Regions from separate parts of the Mus musculus genome. Here all the other regions are linked to region 4. The links are chromatin contacts, called in public ChIA-PET, HiCAR-type and promoter capture Hi-C maps. All regions are on one chromosome and are shown on one strand. The core of a region is the stretch at or near the end of the contact, and the rest is flanking DNA. Distances in the headings are between cores, read along the strand shown. Region 1 holds the start of Atcayos (ataxia, cerebellar, Cayman type, opposite strand). Region 2 holds the start of Thop1 (thimet oligopeptidase 1). Region 3 holds the start of Zbtb7a (zinc finger and BTB domain containing 7a). Region 4 holds the start of Ndufs7 (NADH:ubiquinone oxidoreductase core subunit S7). Region 5 holds the start of Eef2 (eukaryotic translation elongation factor 2). Region 6 holds the start of Slc39a3 (solute carrier family 39 (zinc transporter), member 3). Region 7 holds the start of Map2k2 (mitogen-activated protein kinase kinase 2).

The links. Promoter capture Hi-C pulls out the DNA fragments that hold promoters and counts their contacts. ChIA-PET counts read pairs in DNA pulled down with a chosen protein or histone mark. HiCAR-type assays count read pairs that join an accessible place to other places. Capture Hi-C pulls out chosen DNA fragments and counts their contacts.
Region 1: a promoter capture Hi-C map of liver shows a contact between it and region 4, with 5 times the contacts expected there. The contact joins the promoter of Atcayos here to the promoter of Ndufs7 in region 4. A contact is called at or near these places in 5 of 39 promoter capture datasets (hippocampal neurons, liver, neutrophils and 1 more), 3 of 115 datasets of contacts at active chromatin or transcription factors (Th17 cells, cardiomyocytes and pancreatic cancer cells) and 3 of 9 other capture datasets (adipose tissue, liver and macrophages).
Region 2: an RNA polymerase II ChIA-PET map of memory CD8 T cells shows a contact between it and region 4, with 22 read pairs. The contact joins the promoter of Thop1 here to the promoter of Ndufs7 in region 4. A contact is called at or near these places in 1 of 115 datasets of contacts at active chromatin or transcription factors (memory CD8 T cells) and 1 of 9 other capture datasets (adipose tissue).
Region 3: a promoter capture Hi-C map of liver shows a contact between it and region 4, with 3 times the contacts expected there. The contact joins the promoter of Zbtb7a here to the promoter of Ndufs7 in region 4. A contact is called at or near these places in 3 of 115 datasets of contacts at active chromatin or transcription factors (bone marrow-derived macrophages, cardiomyocytes and pancreatic cancer cells) and 1 of 9 other capture datasets (liver).
Region 5: a HiCAR-type map of kidney shows a contact between it and region 4, with 3 times the contacts expected there. The contact joins the promoter of Eef2 here to the promoter of Ndufs7 in region 4. A contact is called at or near these places in 3 of 39 promoter capture datasets (liver, neutrophils and pre-B cells), 1 of 484 Hi-C or Micro-C datasets (B cells), 3 of 115 datasets of contacts at active chromatin or transcription factors (kidney, large pre-B cells and pancreatic cancer cells) and 1 of 9 other capture datasets (liver).
Region 6: a contact with region 4 is called in a promoter capture Hi-C map of liver, with 4 times the contacts expected there. The contact joins the promoter of Slc39a3 here to the promoter of Ndufs7 in region 4. A contact is called at or near these places in 2 of 39 promoter capture datasets (liver and pre-B cells) and 1 of 484 Hi-C or Micro-C datasets (B cells).
Region 7: a promoter capture Hi-C map of liver shows a contact between it and region 4, with 4 times the contacts expected there. The contact joins the promoter of Map2k2 here to the promoter of Ndufs7 in region 4. A contact is called at or near these places in 3 of 39 promoter capture datasets (cranial neural crest, liver and pre-B cells).

Annotation. Positions count from the first base shown.
Region 1 is chr10:81,192,458-81,196,298 of GRCm38.p6, forward strand. Atcayos (ataxia, cerebellar, Cayman type, opposite strand) reads left to right here and starts at 2,234. Exons shown (of 3, transcript NR_015477.1): 1 at 2,234-2,265. Dapk3 (death-associated protein kinase 3) reads left to right here. Exons shown (of 9, transcript NM_001190474.1): 9 at 1-740. The coding sequence ends at 487.
Region 2 is chr10:81,068,567-81,071,911 of GRCm38.p6, forward strand. It overlaps Thop1 (thimet oligopeptidase 1), which reads left to right and starts at 1,517. Exons shown (of 13, transcript NM_022653.4): 1 at 1,517-1,712. The coding sequence starts at 1,697.
Region 3 is chr10:81,134,821-81,138,138 of GRCm38.p6, forward strand. It overlaps Zbtb7a (zinc finger and BTB domain containing 7a), which reads left to right and starts at 1,451. Exons shown (of 3, transcript NM_010731.3): 1 at 1,451-1,879.
Region 4 is chr10:80,247,888-80,251,606 of GRCm38.p6, forward strand. It overlaps Ndufs7 (NADH:ubiquinone oxidoreductase core subunit S7), which reads left to right and starts at 1,562. Exons shown (of 8, transcript NM_029272.4): 1 at 1,562-1,604. The coding sequence starts at 1,589. n-TFgaa3 (a tRNA gene) reads right to left here and starts at 1,149; the gene lies at 1,077-1,149. It overlaps n-TNgtt7 (a tRNA gene), which reads left to right and starts at 1,272; the gene lies at 1,272-1,345.
Region 5 is chr10:81,174,725-81,178,365 of GRCm38.p6, forward strand. Eef2 (eukaryotic translation elongation factor 2) reads left to right here and starts at 1,907. Exons shown (of 14, transcript NM_007907.2): 1 at 1,907-2,005; 2 at 2,941-3,155; 3 at 3,329-3,510. The coding sequence starts at 2,003.
Region 6 is chr10:81,035,618-81,039,282 of GRCm38.p6, forward strand. Slc39a3 (solute carrier family 39 (zinc transporter), member 3) reads right to left here and starts at 1,698. Exons shown (of 4, transcript NM_001358898.2): 1 at 1,587-1,698.
Region 7 is chr10:81,104,240-81,107,759 of GRCm38.p6, forward strand. It overlaps Map2k2 (mitogen-activated protein kinase kinase 2), which reads left to right and starts at 1,676. Exons shown (of 11, transcript NM_001347144.1): 1 at 1,676-1,999. The coding sequence starts at 1,908. Mir5615-1 (microRNA 5615-1) reads right to left here and starts at 434; the gene lies at 375-434. Mir5615-2 (microRNA 5615-2) reads left to right here and starts at 377; the gene lies at 377-436.

The DNA of each region.
Region 1 (3,841 bases), core at 984-3,483, 950 kb after region 4:
AGAGCGACGGCGGCTGCGCGCCGCGCGCCTGCGCGAGTACAGCCTCAAGTCCCACTCGAGCATGCCGCGCAACACGAGCTACGCCAGCTTCGAGCGCTTCTCACGCGTGCTGGAGGACGTGGCGGCGGCAGAGCAGGGGCTGCGCGAGCTGCAGCGAGGCAGGCGCCAGTGCCGGGAGCGCGTGTGTGCGCTGCGCGCGGCCGCCGAGCAGCGGGAGGCGCGCTGCCGCGACGGGAGCGCAGGGCTAGGGCGCGACCTGCGACGCCTGCGCACGGAGCTGGGGCGCACCGAGGCTCTGCGCACGCGCGCGCAGGAGGAGGCGCGGGCGGCGCTGTTGGGTGCCGGGGGCCTGAAGCGTCGCCTGTGTCGCCTGGAGAACCGTTACGACGCGCTAGCCGCTCAGGTGGCCGCTGAGGTGCAATTCGTGCGCGACCTGGTGCGTGCGCTGGAGCAGGAACGGCTGCAGGCTGAGTGCGGCGTGCGCTAGGCTGCGGCACCCCCAGACCCCGACCCACCCCCAGAATAAAGCTGCTTTCCACGTACTGTCGCCTGTCTCCCACGCCCCGCAGGGAGGGTGGGAGCGAGCAACCCCACGATAGGTGCTCTCCTACGCCGCCGAAGAGATTATGGCTCTGCCACACCACACACCAAGGGTGGTGTCACCCACAGTTCACATAGAGACGTGCAAGGCTCAATTGGTAAAGCTGAATCTCAGTGGGGACCCGCAGTATCACACAGCTCCGAAAAGGACACACTGCGGGGGTGTGGGGAGACCTGGAGGACACTTAGAGGATATGCACCTGTCATCCCAACTCGTGGAGGCCGAGGCAGTTTGTGACAGCTGAGTCCTGCCTGATCTGTCCCTGGGGCTCTGGGTCAGTTTGTATAATGAGCAGTAACGGGGTCTGCGGCATTCAGATGCTGTCGTGTGCACAGCCACTGTGAGGCGGCAGGAGAGAGCCAGGCCAGGTTCCAAAGTCTGAATGCTGGCTGCCCTCTCTGAGTCCCACACCCTATGGCAGCTTAACCACCTGTAGGTCAAGATTCTGGGATCCAACACCTTCCGCTGTCTATGGGCATGGGGCGTGCACATGATGCACAGACACAAGCTCATAGAGAAGCCATGTGGGATGGCAAAGGCCTGGGGATCCGGATTTGTGAATTCAAGGTCATCCTGGTCTACAGAGTGAGTTCCAGGACTACACCTAAAAACCCATCTCAAAAAAAAAAAAGTGACTGGAGAGATGGCTCAGCTGTTAAGAGCACTGACTGCTCTTCCAGGGGTCCTGAGTTCAATTCCCAGCAACCACATGGTGGCTCACAACCATTTATAATGGGATCTGATGCCCTCTTCTGGTGTGTCTGAAGACAGCTACAGTGTACTCATATACATAAAATAAATAATTTTTTTAAAGCTGTTGCCATAGGCCCCTTCACGAGCTTTCCCGATAAGCCCACATTTTACAAAAATATGAACGTGTAATAGAGCATCCTCGGGACCCAGAAATGGAGCGTTATTTGGGAAGATTGGTCTGTTAGCTAAATTGAACGAAGGTGGGGCTGAGCTGTAGGCAGAAGAGGAATGATATAGAACAGATAGGTTCAAGCTGGAATGGGGGACCGGAGAATGCCGGCTCCGGGTGTGTGCACCAGGTTTCTGTTTCCGTATCAGGGCTTCACCCGGTTAGTGAGGACGGGCTCGTGGCTTCAGGTAACGCTGACGACAGCTGATAGGGCCGACACAGCTGACAAACCCCTGTGGCTTCTCAACCCGCTTTAAACTCCAGGGGCCAATGAGTTCTTGTGTCTCCAAAGCTGGTAACCAGACACCCCAAGTTATGAGCCTTGTCAGACGTCTGGGGCTTAGTAGCAAGGCCCCCTGAGTTGAGTCTTAATCAGTTAATTGACGCATTTATACGTTTTTGAGACAGGCTTTCACTATGTATCCTTGATCTGTGTTTGTGGTCTAGTTCGTACCTCCCCACAAGCTCCCTCGGGTTTAGCCTCTTGTAGGTCAGAGGGCACTGCTGTGCGCCATCCCGCCCCCACCTCCACCCGACCCAACCCCCCACCCCCGTCACAGCCTGGAACAGGTGCACGTAGCAGACCGGGCCTAGCCACGTTCGCGGTCGCTCAGCTCTTGACCATACTAGGGCAAGCAGCTCCCTCGCTATTAATAACCTGGCGGGGAGCCGGCGTCGTGTCTATAAAGCCGAGCACGCCAACCCCAAGCGGCTCCTTCAACCCCTGAGATCTTAAACAAAAGTAAGTACGCCAACCATCTCCCCTCCTTGGCCCTCACCCAGGCTTCCTGCGGCAGAAATGACCCCAAAAGTCAAAGAATTGTGTTAAAACGAAGGATGAGTGAAACACAGACCCTGCTGGTCCCGAAGGCTTGTGGGACAGCGGGCAGGAGGAGCTGTCATCTAAAGGGTGCAGAGCCAGGGACATCCCATCCTACCCAAGTGACCCCCAAGAATGCATGTGTGTCTTGGTGTGGGTGGTGAAGAGCTGGGGGATCAAAGAGGGGACTCTCTGTGTCCCCAAACTCAGTTCTCCTCTGGGTATGCAGCTCCCTGAACTTCTCTGTAGTTCAAAGCCAAAGCCATTTTTTTTTTTTTTTTGAGGTAGGGTCTCTGTAGCCCTGCCTGTCCTGGAACTTGATATGTCCAGGCTGGCCCTGGACTCAGGGAAATCCTCTTCTCTCTGCCTCCTGAGCGCTGGGATCAAAGACACGCACCACAACTCCTGGCTAAAGGGATTTTGTGGCTGTCCCACATGCATAAACCCAAGGTGTGTCCCCAAATTCCACCTGTGACCCATTACTGCAGACCTACTCCTGATGGCTGGAGAGACGAGGAGATGAGAAGTTCCTTTCCAGACAACTTGCAGTCACCGGGTGCATGGTGGTGTGTGGGGGTAGGGTGGATGACCTGGGGACACCCACCACTAGTGACTTCTGGCTCCTGTCAGCCCCTCCCCTCTGGCTTTGGCTGATCTTCCACTTAGTGTCCAGGATGCCCATCTCTTCCCTGGCCCTTGGAGACCTGAGGTCTGGAGAGCAGTGACCTTTGCAGGTGACAGTGTTGGACCAGGTGGGGCCCTGGGGTCTAAGTGCTGACTGAGTGTTCCGCTGAGCGCTGGCTGATGTCTGTGACAGGTGTCAGTGCAGGGATAGGACAGCACAGGGTGGGGAGGGCTGCCTGTCACCCATCTCCAGGTCCTGAGCAAACCACCACTATCACCTCAGTCTCTGGGTGTGGTTATTAGGACTTGGGGTGTGTGGGTTTTGGTGAGGTCACAGTCCTAGGGTTAAGTGTGGGGCAGGAGAGTCAACAAGAAAAGCTGAGAATCTGGTTCGGTGGATAAAGTGTTTGTCTCGAGTGCGTGGGGACCTTGGTCAGAATCCCTAGGACTCAACTCAACTGAGGCACAGCAGTGTCTGTATGGAGTCTGGAAATCCAGCCAGGCAGGGGACCTTATGCTCTGCTAGGTCCCACAGGCCAAGTTCTTCAGGATCTGGGGACAATAGAGCTGAGGGGTCAGCCACGAGGCCCCACTGCTGGCTCTGGGGCTTGTGAGTGTCCCTATCAGCACGGTAACCCATACGGGAGACAGAGGAACCTTGAGCTCATTTTGTGGGGATGTCTGGCTGGGTGTTCTGTGTGGGGCATTCTGGAAGGTGCTGAGTAGTGTCCCACTCTGTGTCTGGAGCTCCCCCAATGTGACACTTGTCCCCAGCCCCCACCGAGAACCTTCACGAGGACACAATCACCAACCTGAGGTTTTTGTTTGTTTGTTTGTTGAGACAGAGTCTCATGTAGCTCCAACTCACTATGTA
Region 2 (3,345 bases), core at 267-2,766, 820 kb after region 4:
ACCACGCAGGGAGCCCTCTCAGCAGAGGTGTTGCAGTTCCCAGGGGAGGATATCCCCGGCTGAGCTGAGGAGCTCAGGAGCCTTGTTTCCCCGCACCCCGCTCTCCCACCCCCCACCCTCTCTTCACCTCGCTTCTTCTTGGCTCTTCCGATGAGAAAGTCACACCAAGCAGAAAATCTCATGTAAGAGATTTATTGGTGGGTTCAGGGTGTGGAGAGATGAATCTTCCCTCTTCTCCTGGGAGTAAAACATTAGGGAATTAGACAAAGGGCGGGGCTTACATAGAATTTCTTAGGAGGCAGGGCTTTTCAGGGCAGAGATTTCCAGATTAACGATTGGTGGAATTTCAAGTCCTGAGCTTGAGGAGCTCAGGGATTGGTGGGTTTTCCTGTTCGGGGATTGGTGACTTTTTTCCCCCTCACCCTCTTTACCCTGCATCAGGCCCATGGGTTAGTGTGAAAGTCCTTCCAGGCCACAGCCAACTTTTGCTGAGGCGCCATCTCTGTGAGGCTGCTCAAGGAGGCTGGAGATGAGGTCCTATCACTGTGGGACAGTTCCTGTAGGACAGCTCCTGCAGGGGTGTTCTTGAGGGGCAACCTCTGTTGTGTTGGGAAAGGTGATACACTACTGTAGACAGTTCTTGTGACAGCTCCAGGCTGAGGAGATGTCATGGTGCCAACATTTTAACAGGAGCCGCCAACAGCTCCTAGGAGGCATCTTAACGTGCCACAGGCTGGTGCAGGAAGGAGGGGCCAGCCCTGGCTTTTGCAGTACACCGATTATCAACTACACTTGACCACAGAGCCATCTCTCATGTTTTTTCAGACAAGGTATATAGTCCAGGCTACTCCTGCAGGTTGCAGGTTGGGTCAGTTTTGTTTTACTTGGACTGAAATTGCAGGTATAAGTCAGCACACTCAGCTTACAAAAACAAAACAAACAAGCAAAAACCCGTGGCGGTTCTCACTTGCATTCCCAGAACCCAGGAAGCTGGGGCAGGAGGATTGCTACGAATTTGAGGCCTGTCAGCAAATTCAGACCAGCCTGGGCTACATGAAACTTTGTGTCAAAAAAAGGAAGGAAAGAAGGAAGAGAAGGTTGGAGGGAGGGAGAGAGAGAGAGAGAGAGAGAGAGGGAGGGAAGCCAGGCATGCTGGAGCACTCTGGTCATCTCAGAACTCAGAAGGTGGAGTCATGAGGAACTGGCTGAAGAACAAAAAGAAATGAATTGAACGAACAGACCAAGCACAAACGCACACAGCCTGTATAGAGTGAAATCCTCACAGAAAAGGCAAGGCAGAGAGGGTGTTAGGTTTCCATGGAAACAGCATCCTGGCGTTCCGAGGGTGCGTAAGGCTCCGCCTCACTCACCTATGACAGCCAATTGCGGGCTCCACTGTGTTCAGCGCATGCGCAAAATCGCACCACTGACAGGGCAAGCTCGGGATAATGTGGGCGGAACCGCGATGCACCGGCGCCAGACTGGTTGTTCCTGCGCATGCACACTCGCGTTGACCAGCTGCCTTCGCGCGCACGCGCCTTCCTAGCGTGCTCGGAGCTCGCGGGCGGCGGGCGCCTCAGTCTGAGAGCCACAGCAGAGGAACTGGCTCAGGTGAGGCGAGCTCCGAGGAGATCCGGACCGCACAGGCGTGAGGACCAGAGGAGGGCCGTCGCCGCCTCGCGCGCAGCCGACCGCCATGAAGCCCCCCGCAGGTACCGGTCGCCCCTCGCCCAGGCCCTCCCTTTCTCTCCTCCTTCGGGCAGATGGAACCTTTGGGATTCCCGACCCTGACCCCTTCGTCTGCAAAATGAATGAACTAACTTTCCCATGACTTCAACCTCTTGATAAACTGAATTTTAAAAGAATACTTTTCTCATGCTCCCTGCTATTCTAACTAGGGTAAGATGGACTGCCAACGGGGCGATGAGCAAAACCCACACATGGTGTAAAAGGCTCTAGTTCCTGGAAGGCTGCTGGAGACGGTGGCCTGGGAACCTCGGTGCCAGGACAGTGTGCTATCTAGCATCTAGAGAGGACCTAGTAATACTTCCAACTAGGTTCTTTTGTATTTTTAGGATTTGTTATTTTTAACTATTGTTTGTACGTCTGTGTGTGAGTACCTGCACATGTGTGTAGTATTCATGATGGCTAGAAAAATGTGGCCCATCCTCTGCTCCTGGAGTCAGTTACAGGTGGTTGAGAGCTAGCTGCCTTTCAGGGGTGCTGGGAACCAAACGCAGCAAGCACGCTTGATCACAGAGCTCCCTCTCCAGCCTCTTGAGTCAGCAACACAGGGGCTTAGGCTATGGTCACCCCACTTTGGCAGGGCTGGTTGGGAGACCCATCTTTCTCTTGCCAGGTCTGCTGTGTATGTGTGTGGGGCATCCCATATGGTGGAGCTACCAGGCAGGGATTCCCGTCAGTTGTAGACATGACTGTGACCCAAAAAGATGAAGACTTGTTTGGATTTTTTTTTAAACATTATTTAGTGTGCTTGTGGAGGTCAGAGGACAGCTTGCGGGAATCAGTTCTCTCCTTCCACCTAGTCAGTTGTGGGGATTGAACCTAGATCGTCTGCGTTGGCAGCAATCACCTCCAGCTGCTTAGTCATCTTGGGTCCCCTGGACTTGCTTAATCCAGAGAAGGAAACAGAGCCAGTGCCAGCCTCTCTTCCCAAGTGTGGGAGACCGAGACTAGGAGGATCCCACCTCCAGAAATTGCAAGGGTAGCCTGGACAATCTGGCAAGATCCTATCTTAACCCATGAACAGAGGACTAGGGAAACAGCCCAAAGGGCCCTGTGTGTGACCTTCCTGTATCTGAGAGCGGCCTTGGGGGGGGGGGGTGGCGTCTGGAGCTCACACCCATACATTTTCTCATGCCTGCAGATAATCCCCCCAGTCATGATCAGGATCATGGGAACAGGAATAATTGGAATTACTTGCACCTCAGGAACTTGAGGTGCCCTGAAATGGAGGCAGTAATCCAGATGTTTGCAGAAAGATGCTGCAATCCTAGTTCTCCAGATCTTTGCACTCTGTGTTCTCATGGCTGGCTCTGCCCCTACTTGTAATACAAAGCCCTTCGTTTCGCATGTGCGCGTGTCTGTGTGGGGAGGGGGTATCTTCCTCAGTGGCTGCCCATCCTCCTTATTTTTGCTTTTCTCTGTGTAGCCCTGGCTGTCCTGGAGCTCACTCTGCAGACCAGGCTGGCCTTGAACTCACAGAGATTCTCCTGCCTCTGCCTCCCAGTACTGGGGTTAAAGGTGTGCACCACCATCACCCAACCATGGCTTTTCATTTGAGACAGCATCCCGTGTACCCCAGGTTGGCCTCATACTTAATAC
Region 3 (3,318 bases), core at 201-2,700, 890 kb after region 4:
AAAACTAACATACCGGGCTCCCTTCGACCTGGGGCAGTTTGTAAATATTATCAACAACAGAAATAACAATGAATGAAAAATAACTAAATTAAGGACCGGGCATTTGGAGGCTGACATCTCATATTGTGACAGACACACTTAAAGCTAAAGCAAGGATGGCCAGTCTCCATACGAAGGGGAACTGAAGGGGAAACTGAGGCCAGGCGCTGGTTCTAACTCCCCGCTCCGCCCCCTCCCCAGAGCCAGATCCACAGTCAGGTCGTCTGGTGGCTGTGGCGTGCTGGAACCCGAACCCAGCAGGCCTGGTGAACCGGGATGTCGCCTGTCCCCTCCTCTGCCTTCCCCTCCCTCTCCAGACCTCTCCCACGACCAGAGAGGAAGTGGGAGAGAAAAGGACAAGGGGGTGAAAAAAAAAGAAAGAAAGAAAGAAAGAAAACAGAAAACGCAGGGTTGGATTCGCACTTTCCTACTTCCCACCTCTGTCCTGCGGAGCTGTGCGGCGCCCCTGCGAGGGTCCGGGTCCACGCCCCACACCAGCCGGGCCAGCCAGCCGGCTGCGGGGAAAATTACAAGGCCTGGAAAACAACCGTCCTTCCCCGCCCCTCGCCAACCCCTTCCCCGCGCTACGCCCCTGGCACAGCCGGGTGGAGGCGACTGTTTTATGTAATCGCGGGGCGGCAGGTTTGCTGGCTGGCTGCACCGGTGAGGGCGGGACCCCCGAGCTCAGCTGACATTTCGCGGCCCTGCAAGTCTTCCCCTGGGGGGTCCCTGGTATGGCTTTGGTAATTTAAGGCGCAGATGGGGGCGGGGGTGGACGGAGACCCGACACTCTAAAGCAACCTAGCTGTACTTGCAAACTCTGGGTTCCTCGCAGTTTGAGTAAACTGAGGTTTATGTGGGGGTTAGGGGACCTGGAGCTCAAATGCAGACTCTGATCTTTTTTCTTCCTTTCCTGGGTTCTTTGCACTACTTGGGTAAACTGAGGCCAAGGATGACAGGAGCGCCGATGCAACCTCGCCGACCTTGCAACAGACCTTTTCTTCTCCTTTCGATTCCTTGCATTATTTGGGGAAACTGAGGCTCAGAGAAGGGAGATGCGGTACCATGGCAGCGCCCTGGTGGCCTTGGAGAGAGGTGTGAGGCAAGGGACCGTCACTTCCTCGCCTTCATCTCAGCTCCTTGGGCCAGAGGGCCCCTTACGCCCCGGCACCCAGTCCTCCGGGTGCGCACCGCACTCCCGCCCCCATTGCCAACCCGGTCCCGCCCCGCCCCGGGCTTCGGGGGCACAGCCCGCGCCCCCTGAACCCCGCCCTGCGCGCACAGGCCGGGGCTGTTTATCTGCGGCCCCCACCCCCTGAACCCGAGGGGCCCCTCTTGCCCGCCCCCAGCACCCTGGGGTGCTCCGGGCCGTAGATAAGCCAGCAGGCTGGCACGGCGCCGCGCACGGGGCGGAGAGGTCACGGGCTTGCCAGGGGAGGGGCCGATGGGTCGGGGCTGCGCCCCCCGCCCGCCCGGCACCCCCAAATCCCTAATCGCAGCCCGATCTGCTCTCGCGGCGCAGCCCCGCGGGACGTGGCAAGAGCCGACCTGCAGAGCCTGTTCTGGCCGCGGTGGCCGGGGGGGCGGGCTGGGCGTGGGGGTGCCGGCGCTGCGGCACCTTTAAGACGAGGGAGGACCCCTCTTGCCCTCGGACAAACCAGGAAGGGAGTCGCGAGCATCATACGGGGCTTTGCGTACTGTACGGCTACTGTAGGGGCAGTGACGCCGCCGCCCGCCCGAGCGAGGTCCGCGCCGCGGGCTGCCCCGATCGCGCGTCCTCCGGGCTCGGGTCCCCGCGAGGTAAGCTGCCCGGGCTGAAGGGGACTCCTCTCCCGGAGAGGTGGGTTTTGTTTTTCTTTTTTTTTTCCTTTCTTTCCTTTTTAATTTCCTTGCAGGGTGGGGACGCGGCCGGGGGCGCAGTGCGCACCCCGAGAGCCCGTACGGAGCGGAACGGACTGGATGGGGGATCTGGGGCGCCTCCGTAGCTCAGGGGTTCTGGAGACCAAGATTGCCCGGCCAGAGCCGAAGAGGAGTCGGGAGGCGGGGGGGCTCCGCCCGGGTCCCTCCGGGGCGAAGGGCACAAGCCCGCTCCCGATCCCTCCTCCCTACTCGGGCGGCACGGCCTCAGGGTTCCCGGCGCGCGGCCCGCGGGGGAGGGGAGCCGGGCCTCACCGAAGGCGAAGGTGGGGGCTGAGGGGTGCGTCGCGTGCTAAGTTTGCAATAGGGCCCGGGGCGCGCCGCTCCCCTTTCCGAGTGGTAGTGGGCAAGCGGGGGGCGGGGAAGGCCTATCCGGGATTGCGCGCAGACGTTGGAGTTGGCCAGGATGGAGCGCCTTGGCGGAGGGGGGGAGGGGGCTGACAAAACAGGGAGGGGGGCTTTGCAAAAAAAAAAAAAAAAAAAAAAAAAAAAAAAAAAAAAGGCCCGAGAGAGGCGGAGGGAAGGGGTGAGGGGTGGAGTGTCTGGGAGGCGGGCGCGTCGTCGCGGTTCTCCTGGGCTCTGTAGTTCTTTCGCTTATCTTCAGTGCTTGTTGTTTTGGAAGGTGGCCTTGGAGAATAAACTACAAATCCCAGAGTGCCTCGCGATAGCGGCGGGTCAGGGAGGGGCGTTGCGGAGGAGGGGCGGTGAGTGGCAGACCTGAGGGCCAATGGATACTAGAAATCGTCCGGCGCGGCGCTGCATGGGGGTGGAGCCTGCGTTTGGGCGGGGCCTGCGTGCAGGGGCGGGGTTTATGCAGAAGAGGCGGAGCTTCCGCGGCTCCCTCGCCCGGGGCCGGTGGCGGTCCCGGCTTCCGGCTGCCGCCCCTCCCCTCCTGTTGTGTAACCGTTCTTAGCCCCCCCCCTCCCGTTCGATATTTTAATTTTTCCCCCTTCCCTTTAGTTCCGGACGCTCAGGGAGGAGGAGAAAGGTTCCTCCGCAAGACTGGAGGTTCCCTCCCCAGGGGAGGGTGTGGTGTCGGGGGGCCTCGGGGCTTCAGGCGAGGCCGGGGATGCGCGGCCTGGCGCGGGCCGGGCCGGGCGCGGGGGAGGTGACGGGCGGACCCAGATCCGGGGTAATTTGCATCGCCCTCCCCCCAGCCCGGGTGGGGATTGGCCGGGCGGCGGCGGAGGGTGGCGCGGGGCCGGGCTCAGCGTCGCCCGCCGGGCCTCGGAGCCGCCAGCCCGCCGCAGCCATCGTCACGGTCGCCGGCGCCCGCGCGCCGCCCGCGAAGGAGGTAGGAGCCGCGCGGCCTCCGGGCTGCCGTCCTTTCCCTTCCTTCTTCCCTTCCTAATGGTGGCCATC
Region 4 (3,719 bases), core at 312-2,811:
GCCACCTCCCATCCCTTAATGCCAAGCCAAGCGCTCTGGAAATAAGAGGCAGGGATAATGTGTGTGTGCGTGCTCATGTGTGTGTGTGTCTGCGAGTGTGTGTGCTCATGCAAATGTGCAGCATGAGCCATTGGTACCCATGCCTGGGACAACTTTCGGACTCCAGTTCTCTCCTGCCACCTTGTGGGATCTAGAGATCTAACTCAGGTCTAGCAGCAGTCAACTGCTTTTATCCACTGAACCAGTTCAGACCTTTATCATTCTCATTATCATGGTTGGCCTTGAGTTTGCTGTCTAGCCAAGGACTCCTAACTCTCCTGCCTCAACCTCCCCAGGGCTGGAATGACAGGCACGCCACACATGCCTTGTTTATGTGGTGCCGAGGTGGAACCAGGGTCTTCTGCGTGATAGGAGAGAGTGCTCACTAACCACCTACATTTATTCATTTTACTTTATTATTTTATGTGTGGGTGTTTTGACTGCATGCATGCCTGGTGCCTGGAGAGATCAAAAGAGCCATCAGAGACCCATGAATTGGAGTTTTAGAAGGTTATGGGATGCTGGGAATTGAATTCCCATTCTTTTGAAAGAGGAACCAATGCTCTGCTGAGCCATTTTAAAAAAATGTTACCTTTGGGAGGCAGAGGCAGGTGAATTTCTGAGTTCAAGGCCAGCCTGGTTTACAGAGTGAGTTCCAGGACAGCCAGGACTATACAGAGAAACCCTGTCTCGAAAAACCAAAAAAGAAAAAAAAAAAAAAGTTACTTAACAACATCATTACCAACAACAATAATAATTTTGGCTTTTTGAGAGGAAGAACTTGTCCTCGTACACATCCTCCTGCTTCTCTGGGGTGCTAGTCTGACAGGTGTGTAAACAATTCACCCCGATACTTTTACATTTCATAGTCAGTAATGGCTTTAGACCTATTAATTGGAAGAATGCAGGACTGATTGCTAATATGTAAATAGAACGTAAAAGTTCAACATTGGATTGGACTAATTCAAGACTGTGGTTCAAAACGAATCAAAAATCTCAAAAACGGAAGACAGGTTCATCAATGAGTTAAAAACACTTGCCGAAACCCGGGATCGAACCAGGGACCTTTAGATCTTCAGTCTAACGCTCTCCCAACTGAGCTATTTCGGCGACGCGCTGTTTGTCGGTAACACCCTCCCTCCGCCCCGTGCCATTGCTTTAGCGCGCAAGCGCACTTCACAATTTGTCTGTCAAACCTTGTAGGGTTATACTATAAGCAGCTGACTAATGTCGTCTCTGTGGCGCAATCGGTTAGCGCGTTCGGCTGTTAACCGAAAGGTTGGTGGTTCGAGCCCACCCAGGGACGACCACAGCGACTTTTTCATTCCCTAATACTGAATAAAGTGGAAGTTCTTTATTTTGTCGCTGTTTCCTGTTTGTCACAGGACGACCGTGGCGCACTCTGCGCGGACGCGACCACAGGTATAAAGCGGGTCAGAACCACTCGGCTTGTGGTGCGGGTTTCCGCTGGTGTCTATTTGGGCGTTGGACTAGAACCGGAACTCTTTGGAGGACGGACCGCAGAGGTTGTCTGAAGGCCGAGGCCAAGATGGCGGCGCTGGCGGGTGAGTGAAGCCCTTGCGGTCGGGAGAGTGGCGTAGTCCTGGGCTCCGAGCTGGCGCTGCGGGGACCTTGGAGCCCAAGCCTAGTGTTGAGAGGCGTTGGGACCGTAGAGACCTATAGGTCAGATCCCAGCCCTCGGTAATGTCGGTGTCTAGCATTAGGCCGAAGCATGTTTGAATTCACGTTACACAGTTCTGCATGGTCTACATAGCAAGTTGCAGGCCTCCTGCTATCGTCCCTGATTATAGTCGGGAACGCTGAGGCCTGTGTATCTTCCAACCTCAGGAAGCTGACTGCAGAAACCCGGCTGATGTCCCCGAAGCACAGAGTGGGACAGGGGAGAGGCCCAGGACACTTAGGCCACCCACCCGGTGGCTCTTTCCATCTCATCCCCAACCTGGACAGCTAGCAAGGGCCTCTAGAGCAGATGTCTTAGTTTCCCTGCCAAAGCTTTGGTGTCTTTCTCTTTATGTACAGGGATTAAACACCTGTGCAGTTTGGTAGACGTGAGCGACAGTTGCTAAGTGGAACCTCCCATCGCCTAGCAGGTTGCAGTGTTAACATAAGGAGTGGGAGAACTCAGGAAGTCGGGTCTAACTCCTTCTGTGTTTTGTTGTTGCTTTGAGACAGTGTCTGATGGGTCCTAGCTCAAACTCTATACTGTGGGTGATCTTGAAGGCTTCATCCGAATGCCTTCACTGCTAATGCTGGGATGGCAGGTGTGCACAGTCAAGCCCATTTATACAGCACCAGGGATGGAACTAAGAGCTTGGTGCATGCCAGGCAGGGACTCTGCCAACACAACTCCAGCCCCAAATGCCTGCTTTGGAGACAGGATCTCATGTATAAGAGGCTGACTTTGAACTCCTGATCCTCCAGGCTCTGACCCCAAATACTAGGATGACAGACTTACTACTATACCCAACATTATTTTTTCTTTTAAAGATAGGGTCTTCCTGTGTGGCCTAGAGTCATATCAAACTCATGTTCCTGCTACAGTCTCTCATTGCTGGGGTTACAGACCCCACCACTGTACCCAGCCCAGCTGTGATGTAGCCCCCTTGAAGAGTGGAGGGCTTGGTGATTCGTGGTGTTGACTGCTGGCGCCTGAATTCACTCAGGCTCAGCTGTGATCTTGCTGGTGACAGTTAATAGACCTTACTGTGGTCCTATTTGAAGGAGAAACTAACACCTTAGAGACAACAAGGAGGATGTTTGCTGTAAGGCATTGTACTGTACAGCTGTGATCCCATCCCTTGGGACGCTGAGGCAGGATGAGCCTAGCCTGGGCTATACTGGATCCCTGCTTCAAAAGAAGGGCACTAAGATTTCTGGGAGTTCCAGGCCGGCCATGGATACATAGTAATACCATTTTAAAAGGCAGGAAGAGGAGGAGGCCTGGAGATGTGGTCCAGTGTTAAAACATTCACTGAATGTGTTCAGGGCCCCACATTTCATTCCCAGCATGACAGCACAGAAATCTGGTCTGAGCCAGACTTGTGCTTCATGCAGTCCTAGCTGCTCAGAAGGCTCTCCTGAGGTCAGAGTTCAGAAGCAGCTTAGGCAACACAAAGAGACCCTATGCCAGTTAAAACAAACACCTGCTGCTGGCACCTCCAGCCACTTAGTAGGGCATTTACTTTGCTGAAAGTTTATCCAAAGCCTTAAGTTTTTAGATGGGGAAGATCAGGCCTGGTGTGTGCCACTCAGTCAGAAAGTCTAGAGTCTGCAGTAGTCTGTCTTTGGTCTAAGCAGTCGTGACCTTGGGAAGCAGTAGCCCTGAGCAAGGCTGAAGTCAGTGAGGAGGGCTGAGGCAGAAGAAGGAGTGTGGAAAGCCACCGTCAGCCCAGCCCCGAGTGTGGGAGGCAGGATAATCCCCATGTCATGGTGGGTGTCTCTCTCCCAGTCCCACCTTTCTGTCATGGAGGGGCAGTCCCAGATGAGACCCCCTCCCACTTTCTTCCTCCAAGACAGGATCTTGCTATGTAATTCTAGCTGACTGGAACTTGGTATGTAGACCAGGCTAGCTCGAACTCACAGAGCTCCCTCCACCTTCCTCTGCATCCTGAGTGATGGGATTCAAGGTGTGCACCCCCAAGCTTGGTCCCAGATGACAG
Region 5 (3,641 bases), core at 657-3,156, 930 kb after region 4:
GGGATGCAAAATTCCCGACCATAGGGCGCATGCGCTGGCCGGGGAAACCCTGACTGGAATGCAGTCACGTACCCAGGTGTAGGTGGTCCTTAGTTCTTGAGACTGCCACTCCTTGGGTGGCTCTGCGCCCCTGCCAATAAATAGACACGATTCTTGTCACTGGCCTCGGCGTCCTCTCAGCGGTAGAGGCAGATGCCGGTTAACTTTAGAGCCAAGATTCGCAAACCGCATTGCTTAATTTATACTTATTTTAGGCTGGGACACCTCCCCTCCTGTCCCTCCCAGCCTGGAAGGGTAAAATGTGTCCCTCGCTTTAACGGAGGAAGCTCGTAACAAGGTTTCTGGGGCGGGGGGTGGGGTGGGGTCGTCTGCACGAGTTGAACGCAGAAACAATGAGCATCTATTGTGTGCAGAAGGCTGCGCACCCAGGGTCAGGCGGGGACAGCCATGCTCACGGTCCTGCGATGCCTCCTGCTGGACACACGCGGCACTGTCAGCATCGAGGGCTCTCTTGAAAAACACACTTTCTCTTTGCTTTGTTCAGATAGTGGCTGGAGCCAAGGCTACGAGTTATGGGCTACTGAATGAAACCTTGTCTAAATGTGCAAAAATTTAGGAGACAAGTGACAAAATCCAAGAAAGGACAGGTTTGGCAATGTTTTGTTTTTGAAACAAGGTCTCCTGTAGCCCAGGATGTCATTAGAATTCACTGTGTAAGTTAAGGAAGGATGGCCTTGAATTCCTGATCTCCCTGCAGAGATCAGACCCTGCCTCCATCTGCCAAGTCCTGGAATGACAGCTGGCTGCCACCCGCCTAGCTCCACGTGCTGATCTATCTATCTTTTTTGTTGTTTTTTTGTTTTGTTTCGTTTTTTTTTTTTTTTTTTTTTTTTTTTTTTTTTTTTTTGAGACAGGGTTTCTCTGTGTAGCCCTGGCTGTCCTGGAACTCACTCTGTAGACCAGCCTGGCCTCGAACTCAGAAATTGGCCTGCCTCTGTCTCTGCTGGGATTAAAGGCATGCACCACCAACGCCCCGCCTTTTTGTTTGTTTTTAAGATAGGGTTTCTTGATTTAGCCTTGTCTGTCATGGAACTCACTCTGTAGACCAGGTTAGCCTTGAACAAAGATCTCCTGTCTTTGCCTTCTAAATGCTGGGATTAAAGGCGTGCACCACTACTGTCTGCCTTTTGTTTTGGTTTTATCATAATTGTTGCATTTTTGCCCGCAGGAGGATCAGGAATTCAAGGACAACCTCTACAGCCAACCCAGTTGAGGGCCAGCCTGTTCTATCGAGATCCTGTCTCCGGACAAAAAAAGTTTCATGAGAGCGTGGTGTGTTGGCACAGTCTTTTAGTCCGAGCACTGACGCAGTAGATTAAGGCAGATCTTCATGATTTGGTGCGGTCCTGGGCTGCATCCAAAGACCTTGTTTCCAAAACAAACAAACGAAAAAGTGTAATAAAAATACAAGCAAGGTTTTGCAGAAATAAATCTGTGGCCTCAAGGGTCCCTTTCTCCAGCTTTTCCCAGAGGTGTCAAATTACATAACAGTCTCAAACCCAGGAAATTGAACTTTGGCACAACCCACTGACCGGTCCGAATTTCAAAGTCTTTTTCCTATTGACCTACAAGGTTTTCAAGAATCATGTTGTAAGCAACTGTGTTCTGAGGAATCTATGTTTAAAAACCCATCCGTGGATCTTGGCCCAGGGTCCAGAGACTGAGCTAGCCACGCCCCGGCCGCGCCGCAGCCACTCCCACGGCAGTTCAAGTGTTAAGTCCCAAAGACCGCGCTCTGTGCATGCGCAGACCCGTCCACAGCTGGCTCCTAGCCAACCCGGCCGGACGAGCACCCGGCGCCGTCACGTGACGCACCCAACCGGCGTCGACCTATAAAAGGCCGGGCGTTGACGTCAGCGGTCTCTTCCGCCGCAGCCGCCGCCATCGTCGGCGCGCTTCCCTGTTCACCTCTGACTCTGAGAATCCGTCGCCATCCGCCACCATGGTGAGTCTCCTCGGCTCCGCTAGACTCGGGGACCGAGACGAATCTCTGGGGCAGCGGGACGTGGCTGTAGCGGGACGCTGAGAGGGACGGGAGGAAGAGACATGGCTGCCCTGGCCCGGGCGGCAGGACGTGGTCGGGCCGCGGCGCCATATCTGCGCGTCCCTGAGGGCCTTGGGAGTGTCAACTGCCGAGGTCGGGGTGTTTTCTTGAAGTCCTTCAACTCCCCGCGGCCGCCGGGGTGACTGCGGGAGGGGTTGTGCTTGGTGATGTGGCAGCGGGCAAAGCGCCGTCCCCGCGCCCCTGGTGACGGGCGGAGGGTGTCCTCGGGAGGTGACAGCCTGTAGGGCTGGCTTCCTTGGACACCTCCAGTGGGCTGAACGCCTTCCGGGCCCTTTCCGGTAGCCCCCGTCTCTGTTTTCTATCTGAGTTCACACGTGAGCACCGGTCCCCATAATCTAAGAAAGTGGCTCACTGGGCCTAGTGGCGCATTGTGGCCTTTGATCCGGGCTTTGACCTTGGCGCACAGCACCCAGTGGTTTGGGGAAGAGGTGTGTGTAGCAGAGGAGGTTTTTTCGTGCTTTGGTCCCAATCAATCCGGCATCTTTGCAGTGCCGAGGTGGCCGTGCACCTTGGCTTTGAATTCTTGTGCTGAGGTTATGTGACTTGAGCCTCAAGATAGGGTCTTCTAGCACAGGCTTGCTCTTAAGTGTCGCAGTTGTCGGTTTCGGCGTTTGTTTAGAGCTGTGGACACATCTGTGAACTTTTGATGCTTATTTCAGAGGTCCTGGGTTGTACGTTTGAGTCACACTGTGAGCTCAGCTCCAATCTTGGGCCGACATCTGGTTCCTGCCCCTGCTGTGGGGTGCTATTGACCCACCGATGCCTGCCAAGTTGGGTTCCCAGAATCAGCCTGGCTGCCCATCCCCCCACCACAGGTGAACTTCACAGTAGATCAGATCCGTGCCATCATGGACAAGAAAGCCAACATCCGGAACATGTCAGTCATCGCCCATGTGGACCACGGCAAGTCCACGCTGACCGACTCCCTTGTGTGCAAGGCTGGCATCATTGCCTCTGCCCGAGCTGGGGAGACGCGCTTCACTGACACTCGCAAGGATGAGCAGGAGCGCTGCATCACAATCAAATCCACGTGAGTGAGGGGACAGCCCCGAGGGGTTGTGCTCTGGGTGTCACTCGGGTGTGTTTGCTGCCAGTGGACAAATAGTGGCGTGTTTAGGGTCCTCTCTGTGACATGCTTGTGTGTGCTGCCTAGCCTGCCTTGGTCAGATGCTGAATGGACTGTTGACCTCTTCCTCTCCGTAGCGCCATCTCCCTCTTCTACGAGCTCTCTGAGAACGACCTGAACTTCATTAAGCAGAGCAAGGATGGCTCGGGCTTCCTCATCAACCTCATCGACTCTCCAGGCCATGTGGACTTCTCTTCAGAGGTGACAGCTGCCTTGCGTGTCACCGATGGAGCTCTGGTGGTGGTGGACTGTGTGTCTGGTAAGCCTTGGGTGGGAGCTGTAACAGACAGTTGCTGGTGTTTTCATGGCCCAGTACCACATTTTTGGGGGTGTAAATTGAAATCATATTCATTTTAAGGCAAGGATGAATTCTGCTCTAATTTGAAATTG
Region 6 (3,665 bases), core at 448-2,947, 790 kb after region 4:
GGGAAGACCATAAATCTCTCTCTCTCTCCCTCTCCCTCTCCCTTTCTCGCTCTCTCTCTCTCTCTCTCTCCCTCTCTCTCTCTCTCTCTCTCTCCCTTTCTCTCTCTCTCTCCCCTGCATTTCTATAATAAAGCTCTTAAATGAGTCAGGCATGCTCACCCTGGGCCCTGTGGAAAAGCGTCCGGCAGCTCTGCCTGCATCTGCCTGCCCAGAGCACAGGAACCCTAGCAGGACGTTAGACCCCTTTTCCTCCCCCACTTTTCCCCAGGGCCCCCAGGGTCCCCCTTTATTTTGTTCCCAACAGGTGCACAGCCATGAAAAGAAGCAAAACACACATATATGTAAAATGTTAAATTATGGGAGCGATCAAGGAAGACACTGATATGGAAGTTTAGGCTCCTCACGTGTGCACATACACGGTCTGAAGGGATGTGACTATCATCTTAGTACACAGGAGGGTGAGGCGGGACAACGGCTACACATTTGAGACCAGCCTGGACAGTGAGGAAGACCCTACTTCAGAATAAAGTAATACAACAAAATTTAAAAAGAAAATACAGCCGGGCAGTGGTGGCGCACGCCTTTAGTCCCAGCACTTGGGAGGCAGAGGCAGGCAGATTACTGAGTTCGAGGCCAGCCTGGTCTACAAAGTGAGTTCCAGGACAGCCAGGTTTACAAAGAGAAACCCTGACTTGGAAAGAAATATAAATAAAGAAATGAAATAATAAGATAAGATAGTAGCAGCAGAGACACTCTCAGCAGTTGAGAGCACTGGCTGTTTTTGCAGATGACCAAGGTTCCATTCTAGCCTAGAAAGATCTATCTATTCCCCTCTTCTGGCCGCTTTGGGCACTGCACACATGTGCATAAACACAGACACATAAAATAAATTTGAAAAGTAAATTTTGTCGAAAAAAAAAAGAAGGAAAGTAAATTTTAAAAATGAAAATAGGCCGGGCAGTGGTGGCGCACGCCTTTAATCCCAGCACTTGGGAGGCAGAGGCAGGCGGATTTCTGAGTTCGAGGCCAGCCTGGTCTACAAAGTGAGTTCCAGGACAGCCAGGGCTATACAGAGAAACCCTGTCTCAAAAAACAAAAAAAACAAAAACAAAAACAAAAACAAAAAAAAAAATGAAAATAAAATACGAAAGAAAATTAGGATGAAATAAATAAGGTTAAAATTAAGTTAAACTTTAAAATTAAAATATTCTAGAGGAATATTATAAAGGACATAATTACTATAATTTTTTAAAAAATTAACAACAAAAATAACTCCCTTAAAGTCCTTCCCTCCACTGCTGTGAACACAAGGCAAAGTGCATACAACAGGCGCCCAATTGATGCTAGAAGACAGGGTCAGGTAGGGATACCTCGGGTGCTCTCAAAATCGGGCCAGTCGGGGCAGGGCTGGCGGGCGACAAGCTCAGTCTTTCCTTAATCACTTATTGTGCGCCTACTGTGTGCTCCACTCAGCCTCACACTGAAGCAAAGACTCTGTGAACAGGCAGGCACGGTCGGCCAGGGCCCTCGGCTCCGCCCTGCCCCAAGCCCGCCACGCCCAGGCCACGCCCTGACCCCTCTTGTACCTCTGACAGCTCCTCAGGCCTCCAGCCAGTGCCACCTGCCGCCAACTGCCCCGCGGTCCGGACCCCGCCGCAGCGGACCAGCCGAGACCCCCGGGGCTGCGAGCTGCTACCTACGCCCCGCCCACATCAGCGTCTATTGGACACTGTCAGTGCCACTCGACAGAACTCATAGTCCATTGGTCGATGCTGCTGCCAATCCTTCTGCAACGCCTACTGGCTCCGGAAAGCAGTTTTCTCCTTTCTAAACATGAGTGCAGCTACCAAATGATTCCGATAGAAAACACTACTTGGCAACATAGTTCCGGAAGTAGGGCCTCCATCCCGGAGCTGTCCAGGGTCGCGTGGTACTGAATGAGTGTGGCTGGAGGCTTGGCAGGAAGCGATTTCCTACAGCGAATGGAACATTCTTGAAGTCTTTCCTCGCGGCTTAAGAAGATACAGGCGTCCACCAAATATCTATTGATAGCCAGAATAAATTCAAGCTCAAGAGGTCTACTGTGCCCCTCAATCACTACAGTTACTAACAATGTAATCATTCTACCCATACCTGCAGCCTAGGAAATGTCTCCTGAAGTGACATGGCACCTGAGTAGAGCCTACAGATACTACACAGTATGCCTTATTTTTACATTCATTTGTTTGAGCTACGGTCTTGCTGAGCAGCCCAGGCTGGGTGGCATGCAGAAAGCTCAGAATCCTCCTGCATCAGCTTCCCGAGCGCTTGGATTGTAGGTGTGAGTCACCATACCTGGCCTCCTGCTATATCTAGAGCACCTCACACAATATGTATGCTGTGTAAACCGTGCTTTTACTGTGCTAGACAACAAAGATGACAAAGACGCTTCATTCACTGCAGATCAAAGCTTTACAGAACACTATAGTTTTACACATGGTGATGTATGTCTGTCATCCCAGCACACTCTGGAGGCTGAGGCAGAAGATCCATGTACTCTGTCTTCCAAGACTGGCCTACAGAATGAGACACTGTATCAAAAGAGCCATGCACAGCACACTAACACATGAGCCTACCCTGATGTATGTGACATGAGCTTCTCGTATTTTCACTTATTTATTTGGTTTTTGAGACAGGGTTTCTGGCTGACCTAGAAGTCACTCTGTAGACCAGGCTAGCCTCAAACTCAGAGATATGCCTGCCTCTGCCTCCCAGAGTGCTCAGAATAAAAAATATGCGCCACCATTGTCCATCTAAATAAGTAAATAACTTATTTTTTTAAAGATTTATTTGGTTTGATTTTATGTGTATGAATGCTTTGCCTGCATGTCTAAGTGCCATGTGTGTCTCTGGTGCCCAAAGAGGTCAGAGGAAAGTGTTGCATGACCTTGGGTCAGAGTCACAGGTGGTCCTGAGCTACAATGTGTGAAACAAACCTGCATTCTCTGTGAGAGCAGCCAGTCAGTCTTCTTAACTGATGAGCTGTGTTCAGTCCTCCTTTCTAATTGTTAAATAGTATTCTATTGTTTGGATTAACTAACTATAGATCTGCTTGAATTTTGTTGGAGAGTTGGGGTGTTTCCAGATAAAAGTCATTTCTTTTGTTTTGTTTTGTTTTTCAAGACAGGGTTCTCAGGACAGCCTTGGCTGTCCTGGAACTCACTCTGGAGACCAGGCTGGCCTCCAACTCATTAATCCGCCTGCCTCTGCCTCCCAAGTGCTGGGATTAAAGATGTGCACCACCAAGCCCAGCAAAGGTCATTTCTAAACCAGCAGATTTGAAGCCATTGTGTGAAGAACAGTGACGCCTGGGGACTTTCTCCTTCCTGGCTAACAGACAGTACAGATGGGCGTCCAGTGTATACTCATCCTATGGCGCAGCCACAGCTCTGTGTATCTAGTCAATAGAAACTAATATATATTCACTCAAAGATTTGAAGCAAACATGGCTGACAGCATCATATGAATTATGGCTGAGTTCATCAAGTCACTATATCAAATATCCTAAACTAATTAAATTTTTTGTTTGTTCATTAGTTTTGTTTTATTCAGACAGGATTTATCTGTGTAGCCCTGGCTGTCATAGAACTTGCTTTATAGACCAGGCTGGCCTCAAATTCAGAGAT
Region 7 (3,520 bases), core at 426-2,925, 860 kb after region 4:
GCAAGAGGGTCAGCGGGCAGAGGAGCTTGCACCCAAGCCTGAGGCCCTGAGTTCAATCCTTTCTACAGAGTAGAAAGAGAGGGAAGGCCCCTGCCTAGATCTGCTCCATGTGCAGCTGGTGGACAAGGATTTTCGATTGGGAAACCGCTGTGGTGACATTTATGGTGTTTTGAGGCCCGGACTTCTGTCTGCAATGATGCATGAAGGCAGATGTAAACCAGGTCTCTCCCCAGCTTCTCCTTAGCAGCTGGCCTGGGAACAATCCACAGACTTATAAAACAGTAACTGAGCGGGGCAGGCTCCACTGGGCAGAACACTCACCTGGGTTCCACTACCAGCCGCAGAAAGTGGTCCCTTGTTGGGCTACACCCCAGTCCTTGGTTGTTTTCTGAGACAGAAAATGAGACTCTTTTCTGTCTCAGAAAACAACCAAGGACTGCTCTTCCAGAGGTGTTGAGTTTAATTCCCAGCAACCACATGGTGGCTCGCAACCATCTGTAATGAGATCAGATGACCTCTTCTAGTGTGTGTTTGAAGACAGCTACAGTGTACTCATACATAAATAAGTAAATAAACCTTAAAAAAATAAAATGGTTTGTTCTCACAAAATTGTAACAAAAAAATACATTCTCAAAGTCATTGAACTGAATAAAGGCTGTAGCCAGGTGAAAGCCTGCTTGCCTCCCTGGTGGGTTTCATCTTTACCATCTGAGAGGTAAAAAAACGCGGAGAACTTCCTTGTGAGATGCTGTCACTCAGAACAAACTTCATGGCCACCGTGGGCTGCAGAGCAAGACCCTGCAAGTCTGATTTCCATGTGCCTGCTCAAGAGCCCAGAGCAGGGGTTTTACTATGTATCTGTACACTCTGAATTCCAAGAGTGTGACCCTGGACAAAGAACCAGCCCTGAGTGGTATGTCTACACAATGGAATGCTATTTGGCCAGGAAAAGGACGAGAGCCCTGCCATCCAAACCATTGTGGATGGACCTTGAGGGCAAAGGAAAAACAAGCCAGACATAAGTGACCCTAACCACAAGAAGTGTTCGGATTCACACACTGAAATGGTGACCGTCAGGGATGGGGACCAAGGGAATTTATGTATTACCCATACCCGAGCTTCAATGAAGGGCCGTGAGAAAGGTCTGTAGGGCTATGGGATTGTTGCAGAACAGTAAAACACTAGGGGTTGGGACTGGAGGATTGCAGGGAGTGGAGGTGAAGCCTGGACAACACAGTAACTTCGAGAACAGTGTGGGTGGGGTACTGAGGCTCTGTCTCAAAATAAAAACAAAAACAAACAAGCAACAAAACAAACAGCAGGAAGTAGGGCTCAGTGGGTAGCGCTCTCGCCTATAGGACACGGGGCCGCAGCAAAGCAGGAAGCAGGTAAGGTAGCTCAGGCCTACGGTCCCAGCGGCCAAATCTAGGAAAATATATGAAACTAAACAAGTCTGAGTCGACTGATGCTGGCAGGTCTGTCTCCTCGCGGTCCTGCCGTGTGTAACCCCACCCGCGTTTGAGACGCACACGCAGCCGACCCCGGGAAGCTGATCGTACAGACAGACGACTGCACCGCCGCAAACATTAAACACAGCGTCCGCCTCTGCCCTTCTACAGTAGGCCGGGGAGCCACCTCGCGCATGCGCCTCGGTTGAGGGCGGGACCTCGCAGAAAAAGATCTCGCGAGAGCTCGGCCTGCGAGCTTGTGGCCGCCCCCTGTTCCCCGACCTCCCGGCTGCGCTGCAGCGTCAGCTTCACTCGGCCTCGGCGTCGGTCTGCTCGCCCCGGCGCTCCGGGCTCGTCCGCCTTCCACCTTCTGCCCGGCCTAGGCCGCAGCCCCGGGCCCGCGTCGCGCCGCCCCCTATGGGCCCCGGCTGAGGCGTCGCCGCTGGCCGTGGAGCCCCGATGCTGGCCCGGAGGAAGCCGGTGTTACCGGCACTCACTATCAACCCTACCATCGCCGAGGGCCCGTCCCCCACCAGCGAGGGCGCCTCTGAGTGAGTAGGCGGGGCGTGTGAGGACAGGGGCGGGCCTCGGCGTGAAGGGGGCGTGACCACAAGTGGGGGTGTGGTCTGAAGGGATAGCAGCGCCCGGGAGGACAGGGGCTGGTCCTGAGAATGGTGTGGATGGAGGTGAGAGGGGCGTGGAGTTCGAGGGCTGGAACAAAGCCTGGTTGGGGGTCCGGGCATGGAGGGGGTTGTGGGGGGGGGGGTGGAGGCAGGGCCAGTTGGGTGAGTCACGTGGTGTGTCAGCTTGGCCCGGGGAAAGGGGCGTGGTCTAAGGTGAGTGGCCTGTGAGCTTAGAGGGCCGTGGCCTTTGAGGACTAGAACAAAAGCCTGGTTGGGGTCGGGGCCAGAGCAGTGAGGCTGGTGGTCTTATCAGGTTGGCCAGATGGGAGAGGGGCGTGGCCCAAGGGGAGAGCCCTGAGTCCTGTGAGCGTAGAGGGGCGGGGCCTCGGCCGGAACTTGGCTTTAGAAAAGTTGGTCTGGAGAGTAGCAGTGCCTGAGGCAGGGTAGGGATGGGGACAAGGTGCAGGGATCTGAGAGAATGGCTTTGGGAAAATCTCTGCTGTTGAAGGGGAAACAGGGGGCAAAGGGGGCGGCGTGGGTACAAGAGGGGGGCAGGTCCTGCAGGTGTTGGGACCAAGAAAGGGGAGCTAGAGAGAGGTATGACTTGGAGTAAGGAGAGGGGCCTGAAGAGAGGCAGGGCAATTGGAGACCCAAGAAAGAAGACGTCCTGAAGGTGGCCAGGAGAATCAGGGGAGCAGTGAGGCTTTCCGGGTGTGTGTGTGTGAGGTGTGGTATGGTTAGAGGAACAGAGGCCGTGCGGGGTAGCCTAGCCTAGCGCTTAAGACTGGGTACCAGGTGAGTGGAGCAGTTGAAGGCATGACTTGTCTGAGGAGGCAAGGCTGGCCTTGCAGGGGCAGAGGGAAGGAACCTGTTGGAAGAAGCAAGGGGAGGTGCAGGGGAGAGCCTGGCTTGGGGAGTACATGGTGACCTAGTGGAAAGTGGACAGTGCCCTTGGAGATGGGTGTGGGGGTAACAGACTCACTATGATGGGGTGGGATGAGCGATGCAGTTGGGTACAAAGCCTTCCTGAAAAAGGGTCAAGTAAGGACGATTGATCAAATAAGGTTAGGGATAAGGTTTTTTTGGGAGGAGAAGGGGAAGGCTGGTCTTCCTGAAGGGAAAAGAGGGGTGTCCCAGGTGAGGACAGCCTAAGAATCCTTGAGTGATACCAGACCAGGGAGGCCTCTGTCAGGAAAGACTCGGTGAGACACCCCTTTGTGGGCATATCAGCATGATGGAAGTGCCTCAGTCTGAAGGCAGCTGTTGAGGACCCCAGAGTGCATAAAGATGGCCTGGGGTGTGGTGTTCCAGGAAAGAATGGGGAGAAGGCTTTCCAGTGTGGAACTTATAGTAATGGCATGAGGGGGACCTGAGGCGTTGGGTGAAGTGCCTAAGAGACTGAAGCCCATGATGAAAAATGTCAGAGAAGGGGGTGCTAGGTCTTGGAGG